2 separate regions of the Anas platyrhynchos genome follow, and region 2 is linked to region 1. A link is a contact called in public Hi-C data. All regions are on one chromosome and are shown on one strand. The core of a region is the stretch at or near the end of the contact, and the rest is flanking DNA. Distances in the headings are between cores, read along the strand shown. Region 1 overlaps VPS36 (vacuolar protein sorting 36 homolog). Region 2 holds the start of LOC101794119 (phosphatidylinositol 3,4,5-trisphosphate 3-phosphatase TPTE2).

Region 1 (6,146 bases), core at 99-2,598:
AAAAGTAGAAGCAAAAGGCTAAGTTCAGAGAGAGGTCATGAATATTCTGGCAGCACCAGCCCCTTTTACCTTCAGCTTGCTGTCGGTCACTGCTGTGAGCACAGCAGAGCAGGGATTAACGTCCTTGTCATCTGCAGGAATCTGAAGTTACAGCATTTATAATCCAAAGGGAAAGAGGAAACCCCAAATCATACCTAGCCTTCGGCTTGGAGCTGGGATGTGAAGCAAGCTGGCTTTTATCAGGCTTACCTCTCAGGAGTGTGCGCTAACCAGCAGGATCTGGGGTATTCTGAAACTGAGGACTCCCCCCCCCCCTCTCAGTTTTAGTTTTTTATTATTAATTATTATTATTATTTATTATTTGGTTTTTATTAATATTTATTGTTATATTATTGATTATTATTATTTAGTTTTTATTATTAAATATCACTTCTCCTGGTGGCAGCAGGCTCCTGCTGGCTCCCACTACGGTCTTCACCAAATTGGTGCCAACACTTCCACTAATTTTACAACGCACAGAGTCAGGTCCTTTGGACAAACCATAAAAGCTGTTAGGAAAACTGAGCGTTGATGAGTTTAGCTAATCACTACACAACCAGGAGCAATTATTAAAGATACACTTCTAAAGGACTTCCAAATCCCCATACCTACACAGGTATATAACACTCCAGAAAAGAGTCTGCCCTTCAGAAGCACAGTTCGGATCAGATCCATGCTTCCATAGGCTGAGCATAAAGTGATTGTTCCTGAAAACAAAGGCAAAGGAGAAGCGGAAAAGATGTACAGATTCCTGAGCAGCCTTCTTTTCCTGCCAGGGGCATAAAAAAGCCTGTGTTTTCAAATGAAAAGCATAATCATCGTTTAAGACCGCTCCATAAAGGAGCGGGGGATTTTTGAATGGAGCTCTGTTACCAGCCTCTGTTCAAAGGCCTGCATCATTGGACACCCTAGCAAAGCGAGATAGTGCTCACATATCATGGTATGACACAAACATCCTAGGAACAATCAAAACATGTAAGAAAACGAGATTCATACAAGCACCTTCTGTACTAAGCTGTAGTCTCCTCTCTTCCATAATCCTGCATCAATACAGTAAATAGTTTGCTTTATTATTATTTTTTTTTTTTTTTTTTGCTAGTAGTACCAGTGGAAACAGGACTGGGCACTGACAACTTCGGACAATCTGATGTGCTACCCCGATATCACACACCCATGAATAATGCCACTATACTCGTTCTGCCAGCAGCTGGCTCACTGTGGGTATCAGATACGTGATTTCTGTGGTCTATCAGCTGGGAAAACACATTTAAATGTGTTCAAGGCCTTTCCAATGCCAGCACAGGGTGTACGTCTGGGTCTGACTCTGACTTCATGAGGGAGCCAGTCTGTGCTTCCACAGACATCCACAGTTTTGTGATTTTAGCCTCTGCTAGGTCACAGGCTACTAAGCAACAGAACCAGGGCATTTTAGCTGTGTTGAATTCTATCTTTTAATTTTAAATTGATCCTGACTTCTACCCTTCTGGGTACAAATGACACAGCAAAAACGTGTCATAGAAACATCAAGGTTGGAAGAAAAAAAAACAAACAAAACAAAAAACACAGAACCACAAGATTTTGATTTGTAAAAGTGTTAATGCTGCCCAAAAACATTTAGGAAGAAAAAACTCACAGAACAGCCTATTTAAGAAAAATCTTTTAATTTTTTATTACTTTCTGGCAGTCATTTCCTCTTTACATTTAAATTTTAAACCAGCTCTACAATCTGGCTTCTAGATTTCTTCCCTACAGGAAGAAAAAAAACATCAAGGAAAATCTTGGGAAGAAAACGCTCAAGAAAGTACCATCATTCGTAATACATCATATTGTTATTGCTTAATTAAGATACTGAAATGCTCTGTGTTGGAGCAACAGAGTCTGGAAGTTTACAGTTGGCATTTCCTTTCTGTCTTTGTGCTTGCTGGCAGAAGACATGCCCCCTTGTGGGGAGAGGCTCAGGCCCACAAACCACTGCTCTCCCCTTGGCAGGTTTGGGCATCATGCAAGAGAAACAGCTCTCATGAACCAGCTTTTTGCTTCGACATTTCTCGATTTCCAGTCCTTTCTTAGACAGATGCTGCCTGAAGTGCCTCGCGTAGACCTCTTCTGTGGGTTGTGGGGAGGATGAAGGAAAGCAGCGGGCCATACGGCTCCTGGACAGATGATACTAGATGGTTAACACAGCAAGAATGGTGTGGAATAGTTCTTCCAGCTGCGCAGAATTCATTAGTTCTAGCCACTTTCATTAAACAGAGGAAAACCACCCTAAAGAAAGCACTGCATAAAAGTTTGCTAGTGACAAAAATAAGAGGATACAATTCTCTAGATCTAAATGCACATTGGACAGATCAAAAGCATCAGCACTGTAGGGATCTCCACGCTGAACCCATTATTCCCAGGTTCTTAACCCTGTTTGACCTATGGTAACAAACAGCTCTGACAACATTTTCAGGCCGCTAAACAAACACACACCTTTCTCACCTTTTTTGTAATGCTGATTTGGCTTTACAGCCACAATGCTGTTGCATGTATGTTGTCCTTGCCCACATTTTAATTAATTTTGTCATTTACTAAAACTGGTCATTTAAAAAGCTGAAAATTTAACTGGTATGGATCATAAACATCCGCTGACCATTATTACCATGACAGATTTTCAAGTAATAGAACAACTCCACTGGAGTTATGAAAGCTGAGGCCATCAAACTGCATTCAGTCTGAACACAGGGTGAGGAGTACCACACAAAAAGATAACTCGTGACTACTAAACATGGGGCAATAGTCTTCCTCTTCCCTTCAGTATTGAAAGGGCATTAATTTTGGCATACGAGGCACAAACAAAAAGAACCGTCTCCCCAAAACAGTAACAGGCTGATGAAGCCTGATCTTTCATTAAAGTACAAGACAAATCCAAGCACATTAAAGCTTTACCAGCTGAGTCTGGTAAAGTGACAGGAGGCTACTACATGACATGACATAGAGAGAGGACAGAGAAAGTGCACCCAAAGTGCAGCACAATGAGACAGGAAGGGAGACGGCAAAGAAAGAGAAGGGAGGAAGTCTGCACTAACAATGCTTCTATCTGAGATACTAGAGTAAGACATGACAAAACGCACAATGTTTTCTAGATTCACATAACATCTGTTAATCTCTGCTGCAGCAGGTTCTTTTTTTCTCAAAGCGTAAAGAATCCCAAGGTCCTCTCAGAATACTTCATCACTTCAGGGAGCAGGGGTTACGCTACACCGTTTTGTTCCTTATACCTCAGTGCACACCAAAGTCACTATTCTTATCACTACGGATGCATCTGTCTGCTTTGCTGCTCTAGACATAAATAAACTGAAATCGGAGTAGGCAATAACCTATGTTCTGGGTGCCGACGCTCAAGGCAGGCTACAGGGGTATTCTCTCCACTTTCACTTGCGTGGAATCCTCATCTCATTTTTCTTGAAATGAGAAGTTACAGAACACATCAAATAAGACTTGAAACACAAGCTAGCCAGCTTGAGACAATTACAATGTTTCTGACCTAGTGATTCCTATTTCCTTTTGGTTCCGCATAAGATGATTCGTTCAGCACTTGAAATACCTGAGAACTGTAAAGCATTGCAATGTTCATCACTGTTGCAGTTGACAAAAAGTAAAAATTTTTTTGAAGTCAGTTGTGGCAAGGGTTTTGCCCTCTGCTCTCATGTTCAACTGAGACATAGCAGCTGTACACAAACTACATTAGCTTTGTGTTAGAAATAAATTTGGGTAGAATCTCAAGCCTTCCACTGAATCATCCCTGCAGAGATGGCCCATCTTTTCAGCGAGAAGCAGCCTAAAGAAAGCAGAAGATTTGTTGCATTAGTTGAGGACAACTTGATAACAAAGGCATTATTAAACACAACCGTTATTGATTACCTTTCTTTGGCTAAGAGAACGGACATCCCCACCAGCTTTGCAAACTCATCAGCTGTGAGAGAACCTTTTTCGGATACCTATCAGAAACAAACACAAATAAACAAACAAGGGTATTAAAGTAGCAACTCAGTCAGGCCTAGCCTTGTAAAGCGATAAATTGATAGCGTCTCTCTTGTGAAAACAAGTCTGTTTGCATTAAAAAAAATTAGCTCATAGACAGCAGTATTCTGTAACAATTAGTATGGCTGAGCTGTGTAAATACTAAGGGATTCTGCAGACAGTTAAGCTCAAGTGAGGAAATAAAAGCCAGCAGGACAGGACAGGCCATCCATTTAGAAATCCAAGTCATCTCAAAGAGAGGTGGGGAATTTGAGTTGATTTAACACATCTTTACCAGCTGCATTAAATCCCAAAACATTAGGGCTCCACCCTGTATTATGGCCTACTAGTGGGATCAGTAAAAGCCACTATCACATTCAGTTAATAGAAAAGACAGGTTCAGTCTTGGGACTCAAAACTTTGGTTCTACTGTCTCAATCACGCTAGTTAATACATGCTAAAATGAAACCTTCTCACACAGGTTGGCATGTGGACACTAAAAATACAAAACGTTAAGTCCAGGATTATTACTGCATTGAATTTCCCTATATAAACATTTGATTTATTAACTACAAATTATTTCATCCATTTCTCCACTGATTAAAGCAAATTCATATCCACATGTAGTTGCCATTTCCTGCTTCCCACATAACCAGCTGGGGAGGGATTCACTCTGCGTCATTCCGAGCACTCCCTGAGCAGCAGTAATCCTTTTGCAGAAACTCAGATCGAATTAGTCCTGACTTCAGATTTTATGACCAGAAATGATTCAATCTGAGTACTGGAAGTCAGCTCTACAATTTAATATGGCATGTGGGTCATTAACTGTTTTTCCTTCCCAAACCACCACTCTCATCAAGAGTGACTTCGGCTTCCATCAACTTCCATGGCATTTCCTGTCTTCGCCAGCCGTTCTAAACCACATCACTCTCCTCTCTGAAATCCTGCGACTTCTTTTCATTTTTATTTCTCAGAAGTTTCAAGTTACTGCACGTTACAATTTAAGCACAGGGAGCTTTTGGCCACTATTCTGATCTCATCTTCCCTTTCCCTTATGGGCTAGCCTTCCTCACTCTAAGCCTCTCCCTTCCATTTTTCTATGAAGTCAAAGCCCCATGTTACAAAAATAAAAGAAAAAAGGCACCTCATTAATAAATCCACCAGCTGCTGCTTTTTGTGGTTGACCTCATTTGTTAAGAAAAGGCCCTTCCTTTCCTTTCCAAGTGATAAGCCCTCTTACTGAAGGCAAGAAATTAATTTGAAAAAGATACATATTTAAAAAACTTAAATGGACTAGGTATTTTTCTGTAAATGTAACAAAATAAATATTTCAATATATGTTAATCCTTTCAATTTAAGTGTTTTAATTTTGACAAATTAAGAAGGTATTTTTAGACAGGTATAAACATTCTTATCAAAAAGATCTTTTGGTAAGTTTGGTAAGAGTGTTCTAACAGTACCAAACACAAAGCCACACTGAAGAGTCCACTTGATTTATCAAGTGAGAAGATGCCTGTGATAGCTCTATTTTTTCTTCTTTGACTGCCCAAGTCAAAGTCCTTCTTGACTTGTGTTTAATTTTAAATACACCCAATCATCCTTCATTCAGTTTTGTGAAAAACAAATTCACATCCCACTGGAAAACACATGGGAAAATCATCACATTAATGGGACAGCAGCACTTTAAAGAGTCAAGACATGCAAGACTAGGAATGTTTACCATCCTGAGCAATTTATGCCACTTTTTTTTTTTTTTTTAGGCCTGATGAAGCCAGCTTAATTCCATACTTACTACTCTTAGCGCTCTTCACAGCAAACTCAGTATGAGGTGTTACACATGCAATGTGCTATTTTACAAAACAAACCCAGACCAAACAACCAGCTATATCAACATTTAAGAGCTACTTTCACTGCCTTTAAGCACACTGTGTACAGAGACTGAAGTCCACTTTTGTTAAGTGGCATACTTAATATACACTGTGAATTTTATTCTACAGCACAAGAGATCTGGAGGAAGGTCAAAGGTTAATGAAGTTTGAGAAGAGATGGAGAAGTGTTTTATTCCTTAAGGAGAAAGCAGTGACTAAGGCTACTGCCTGCACAGC
Region 2 (5,731 bases), core at 1,924-4,423, 50 kb before region 1:
GCTGTTATTATGTACTAGAACAAGTGTCAGTATCAAGTGGTGTAATGCTCTGAGTATCAAGATAAGTATCAAGGCATCAGTAGCAAGATAAGTAAGGCTTATCTCTTACTTCAGCAAGCAATCTGCTTTCTCATTTTGGTTCAGGCATTTTCACTTTTGGGGGTAAACAAGGCATTTAGTATTCCATTAGCTTACTTGGAACAGCTGTCCTGTTCATTATCCTCGTCACGACCATCATCTATCTTTATTGTGGGCTCCTCTGCTGTTGGAGAGCTGGCAAAGGAAGAGCACAAGTCACATACCAATACAGATCTCAGCTTTATACATTGCTACCCTTCGTTATTCCAGAACCAGTAACATTAACTACTATCAGCTGAGCAGTGAGAACAGCAACCAGGGCCAGAGCACATGAACAATACTAAGGGAAGAAAGGCTTCCCATATGTTGTTACAGCAGAAACCTTTGGCTTGTGCTGACCTAGCTCCACTTAGCAATCCATCTTTCAAAAATTTTTCTTTAGGGGAAGGAAAGGAAGATGTTTGTGTTCAGCAACTGGATAAAGGGCTTTGAAGTCAGGCATCCCAGAGTCTACTGAGGCCTTTAGAGTCCAGTCCAGACTCTGGAATCGCTAGAAACATGCATATGCAAAGTTACTTCGCAGAGTCCAGAAAATATTGATGCTGTTACAGTAGACTACTTGTTCAGAGAATGAATGCTTGCTAGGAGAAGCCATAGCACAGAGGTGTTTTTGTGCAGAGCAGGATACCAAACCGGAAACTGCAAGAGCAGGGCAGCAGCTGAGCTAGTGCTGGAGCAGCATTTTTTTCTTGGCAGGGCTGCTTACCATAGCTTCCTTAACAGGGTCTCTTTGGATCAAGATTTTTTTTAGCCACCTGAAGAGCCTTGAAGGTCACAGGATGATCCAAACCCAAGAATTTGGATTTTAACCTTCTATATAGAAATACTATGCTACATAATAGCACGGCCACAGTGTTTGCTGTGGCTCTGGCTCTGCCTCTGGCATCATTACTACTTGTGCAGGAGCAACTGTCTACACACTATTTTCCAGCTCCAGTATCCTCACTCTGTTCCTAGAAAGGTTGCAAAGCTCTGTAAATATACGGCTATGCAGTTTTCCTTCTCAGCTGTTCTTACAAGACATTCACTGTGGAGTTATCCACATAGTATAGAGCAGAAATGTTTCACTTATTAAAAGAGGTTTCTGCTGCTACAGCGCTTTTGCTGCAGACCACTTGCTCGTCCTTGAAGACATGTGAAAGGCACTGAATGCCAGCTTGTTATCCTCTAGTGTGAGAAAAAAGCCCAATAAGAATGAGCAGTAGTAGTGTTTTGGGTTAGGAGGACAATCTTCAACACACAAAGAAAACAGAAATCAAGGACAAGCACACTGTTTTCACTGTGCTCTCACACAGTGGTTCAGTTCTGGATAACGCTTTCCTAAGAGGGAGTTTGTTTTACTGAGCGCTCTACACCCACCTGTTGCCCAAGCTAAAACAAACTCTCTGCCACAAGCTACTACATCTAGTCTTTAAACACTAGAGTAGAAGACAAAAAAGAGGGCATACTAGAAGAACCTAACTTCTACCCACACACTAACCATAGAGCATAAGCTTCCTTAACTACTCACAGCTGAAGAGAACTTGAGACTTGTAAGGATAGCAGAGCCAGACCCTACCTTTAGGATACCTGGACAGTGGCTTCCAGAGGCTAGAAGAAAGCAAGACCTACTGCCCTGTGCTTAACTCTACCAGTGCCTGTACTCCTTTAATAAAGTTTTTAACCTGTAAATAAAGATTGTCAAAAGAAATGACTTCTTGTAAGAAGTTAATCAGAAGAATATATTTCTCTCATATGTAAGACTCCTCTCAAACAATAGCATTTTAAGGAAGGAGAAAAAAATGGAAACCATACAGTATATAAACTTCAAGCCTCCTCTTTGCTATGATCAGAGCATCAAGAAACCGGGCAGAAGACTGCACACAGCACACGTGAGCTGAGCTCACACACCGATGCAGCTCATTTCACTCACCTTGAGGCTTCTTTGAGCTCCGACCCTTGTTCGTACCTCACAGTCGTCATTTTGTTTCTGTTGTCGCTCGGCTGGTCTTAGGAGAAGCACATCTAAACAGAGAGAGACCCGTACAGGCAACAGTGAGCACCAGCACCTGTGCCTACAAGTAGCTTTCACTGATGTTACTGCAGGACAAGGCTCCTGCTTCCTTCCCACCTCTTTTTCCTCACAGAGGAGGAAACGCAGCCGTGAGGGAGCGCTGCAGGGATGCCCACAGCCCCCCTGACCTACCTGCACCCCCTCAACCCCAAGGGAGGGATGGAACCACGGGCACGGTGGGCGAGGGTCTCCTCGCTGAGGGGAGCAGCTCCCCGAGCAGAATATGGCCCCACAGGAGGGGAGGGAGGGAGCAAGGGAGGGATAAAAGGAGGGAAGGAGCCCCCGGGAGCCCCCCGCCGCCCTCACCTCAGCGAAGCCGCCCGCCTCCCCAGCTCAAAGTCGAGCCCGCCCGCGGACTCAGCGGAAAATTGCGTTAAACTTCCTGAGGCTCGGCCTCGCCTCCCCGTCCCCTCTCCTCCTCCGCCCCTTCCCCACTCACCCGCTGAGGCGAGGCCGGGCTCTTGGGGGCACGCTCCAGCCCCCCCCACACCCCGCGGATCAAATGGGGCCGGGCCGGGCCCGCCCGCTGCCATGGCGACGGCCCCGCCGCCCGCCTCCCCTCAGCCCCTCCATGGCCGCGGCGCGCCGGGCCCGGCCGGTTCCCCCCCTCCGAGCCCCTCCGGAGCCTCGGGGACCCCCCGGCACGATCCTAGGAAGGGGCACAGCCCGCGGGGGATGGGGCGAGCTCGGTCCTGCCAGCCCGTCCCGTCAGCCGCTGGCACCCCGTGCCCGCTCCCACACCGTGTCACCTCACAAAGTGTCGCCCCACAGCCGCTCGCCCTGCACCGAGTCACCCCGCAGCCTGTCACCCCCGCCGTGTCACCCCACACCGTGTCACCCACCCTTTCTTTCCGCGGCAGGGTTCCTGCAGCGCGCCCAGCAGCAGGGGGAGCTCAAAGAGAGCGATTCGGGTCGGCTCCCGCAGCTTGAGGGCTGGCAGGTGTGGCAGGCAGCAGCCCCAGCCCTCATGGAGCCATTTGGGATGGAAAAGACCTTCAAGATCACCTGGTCCAACCATCCCCTACGACCACCATCACCCACTAAACCACGTCCCCAAGCACCACGTCCAGCCTCTTCTTGAGCACCCCCAGGGACGGTGACTCCACCACCTCCCTGGGCAACCCGTCCCAGTGCCTGACTGCTCTTTCTGAGCAGAAATGTCTCCTCATTGCCAGCCTGAACCTCCCCTGGCACAGCTTGAGGCCATTCCCTCTGGTCCTGTCACTGGTTACCTGTGAACAGAGGCCGACCCCCAGCTCCCCACCCCTTCCTTTCAGGCAGCTGAAGAGAGCAATGAGGCCTCCTCTTTGCTCTCCCCTGAGCCTCCTCTTCCCCAGACCAAACCCCCCCAGCTCCTTCAGCCGCTCCTCACAGGATTTGTGCTTCAGGCCCTTCACCAGCTTCGTAGCCCTGCTCTGGACACCCTCCAGGGCTTCCATGTCCTTCTTGTAGTGAGGGACCCAAAACTGAACGCAGCACTCAATTATTTTTAAAGTTGTTGACTTTCTAATACATGTTTTATAGCTATAAAAATACCATCAAATACCCCAAAAGCAATCAAACCATTAAGACTTCAAGGTTGTTCTGAGTGTCCTGAGAATATGGAGCAGTTTGGGACAGCAGACTAAATAGAAAGCTTCCCCTTCAAAATAAAAACAGTAATAATAATAATAATAATAAAAACCTTCTAATTTTTCTCATTTATTGCCCATGATAGCACCATAACTTTTGCTTTCAATGCATCTAATCTTATAGCACTGGTGATGCTGTTGTGGATTTGCAAGCTCTGATGTGTCTCCATGAGTTTCCCAATGGTCAATCTATTTTCTTAAAGCTATAACTTCTGAAGTCAGATGGCTAAAGTAGAAATACCATTTTCTGTTTTAATAAAAATGATGTTTGAGCTCTCAGCTGGTGGATAAAAATGTAGAAAGATGACCAAAGTTTCATTAAAAAAAAAAATGTTTTTAAATTAATGACTTGTAAATCATTTTCATTATATTACGCTGTTTAACTCATGATACTGACATTTAAAAGACCCTCAGAATCCAGTTATTATCCCTGAGCAATTATTCATGAGTGTAAAATAACAGAATTGTCAACAAAATACAGAAAAGGTTGAAACGTTCAGTAACTAATCCAGTTATACTGTGTGAAAGCAGATAAAGAAGGCATATCTCAGAGAGGTGATGGCATATTTTAAATTCCAAAAATAACTGAGAATGGTGGTAAACAGAATCGCATAACTTGGCAGACTTTAAAATAACTAAGTATGGATCATTTGTATCTGATACTTTTAAGAGATACCGACAAGAAAAATGATTCAATTTTTACTATGTTTTGGGATAACAGAAATATGGAGATAAGCGGGGGGGATCGATTCTCTGCCAATTAAACGCAGGTAGATCAGATGACCTTATGATGACAGTCTGTCAGCTTGGCTTTGCTCCCAAACAAAATGAGAGCAGATTAGACAGAGGCTTCCACTAATAAAATAATAAAGAAGCGTGGTGATGATGATAATAATGCCAATCAACATGGGATTATGGAAAATAATTTGCGAGAAATTAATTCATACTTTGAAAATGAGCTTATAAGTTTTACTGATAAAATAAAGGTATTTTGTTGCTCCTGTAAGCAACTGTCTGTCTAGAAAATTTGATTAAAGAGGTAGAAGGACACAAAATCAGTCTGGTTCACATTACTTTGGTGAAAACCCAGCACTCTGGTCTTAAAATAACTATAAAAGGAGAATGATGCTAAAGCAGTTCGTTCCCAGAGAGGTTCCGCAGGGATTGAGAGCAGTCTTATGTTATTTAATGTTGTGTGGTGTTGTTTTGAACCATGCCCCCAGATAAAAGCCTCAATGATAAAGTCTGCTGCTGACAGAGACTGGAAAAGTGGACAGAAGAACTGCTGCCTAGCACTGAGAAAACTAATATTCTGTACATGCAGATGAGTGAGCAAACTGTATTTACATACATGTACTATCAGTCTCAGTACGCAGGGCCTCAGGATGGTGTTTTTCAGCCCTTGATACCTGAAGGACCATGTAACATCTTTAAAAGAAACCCATGGTTGATTTACAGACCCACTGACAGTCACATCAGAACAAGGAATGTGTGTGCGTGTGTCAAAAAGCTCACAAACACTTCTTGATTAACTTTTCACGTGTTGCAAATCACAGTCATCCTGATGGCAATGTTCAACACCACGGCACATCAGACTGAGAGCACCAGTGGCTGTATTGTGAAAACAAGTAACTGAAAACACCTCAAGCAGCACTAGGGAGTCACCAGCTGCAGCTGATTGCTGCATGTGGCTCTGTGGCAAAATGCATAACAAGAGCCTTGGCTCCAAAAACAGAAAGATGTTGGGCTGAAAATGTTGCCTGTGCTTTTTATTTGGATTCTGTGTGTTCTCAGCTCTCCACTTCTGATAGCCACAACTCCAGAAAAAAAGAGTGAAGAGCTGTGCTGTGAGTAATAAATTGAAGCGATCCTCATCACACCGGAGTCAAGGAGCTCAAAGATGTCCATC

The links. A called contact is a pair of places that touch in the nucleus more often than the background predicts.
Region 2: a Hi-C map of skeletal muscle shows a contact between it and region 1, with 2.1 times the contacts expected there. The contact joins the promoter of LOC101794119 here to the enhancer-like site in region 1. A contact is called at or near these places in 2 of 8 Hi-C or Micro-C datasets (liver and skeletal muscle).

What each region holds. Positions count from the first base shown.
Region 1 is chr1:179,751,778-179,757,923 of IASCAAS_PekinDuck_T2T, reverse strand. VPS36 (vacuolar protein sorting 36 homolog) reads right to left here. Exons shown (of 14, transcript XM_005014858.6): 13 at 3,943-4,019; 14 at 1,684-3,859. The coding sequence ends at 3,766. Among named protein-coding and RNA genes, the nearest start is that of THSD1, 9.8 kb to the left of the region's middle. Within about 2 kb of position 1,348, at least 2 of the 8 cell types and tissues checked have an H3K27ac peak or open chromatin away from gene starts, as enhancers often do.
Region 2 is chr1:179,803,724-179,809,454 of IASCAAS_PekinDuck_T2T, reverse strand. LOC101794119 (phosphatidylinositol 3,4,5-trisphosphate 3-phosphatase TPTE2) reads right to left here and starts at 3,173. Exons shown (of 19, transcript XM_005014849.6): 1 at 3,034-3,173; 2 at 2,051-2,142; 3 at 196-273. The coding sequence starts at 2,100.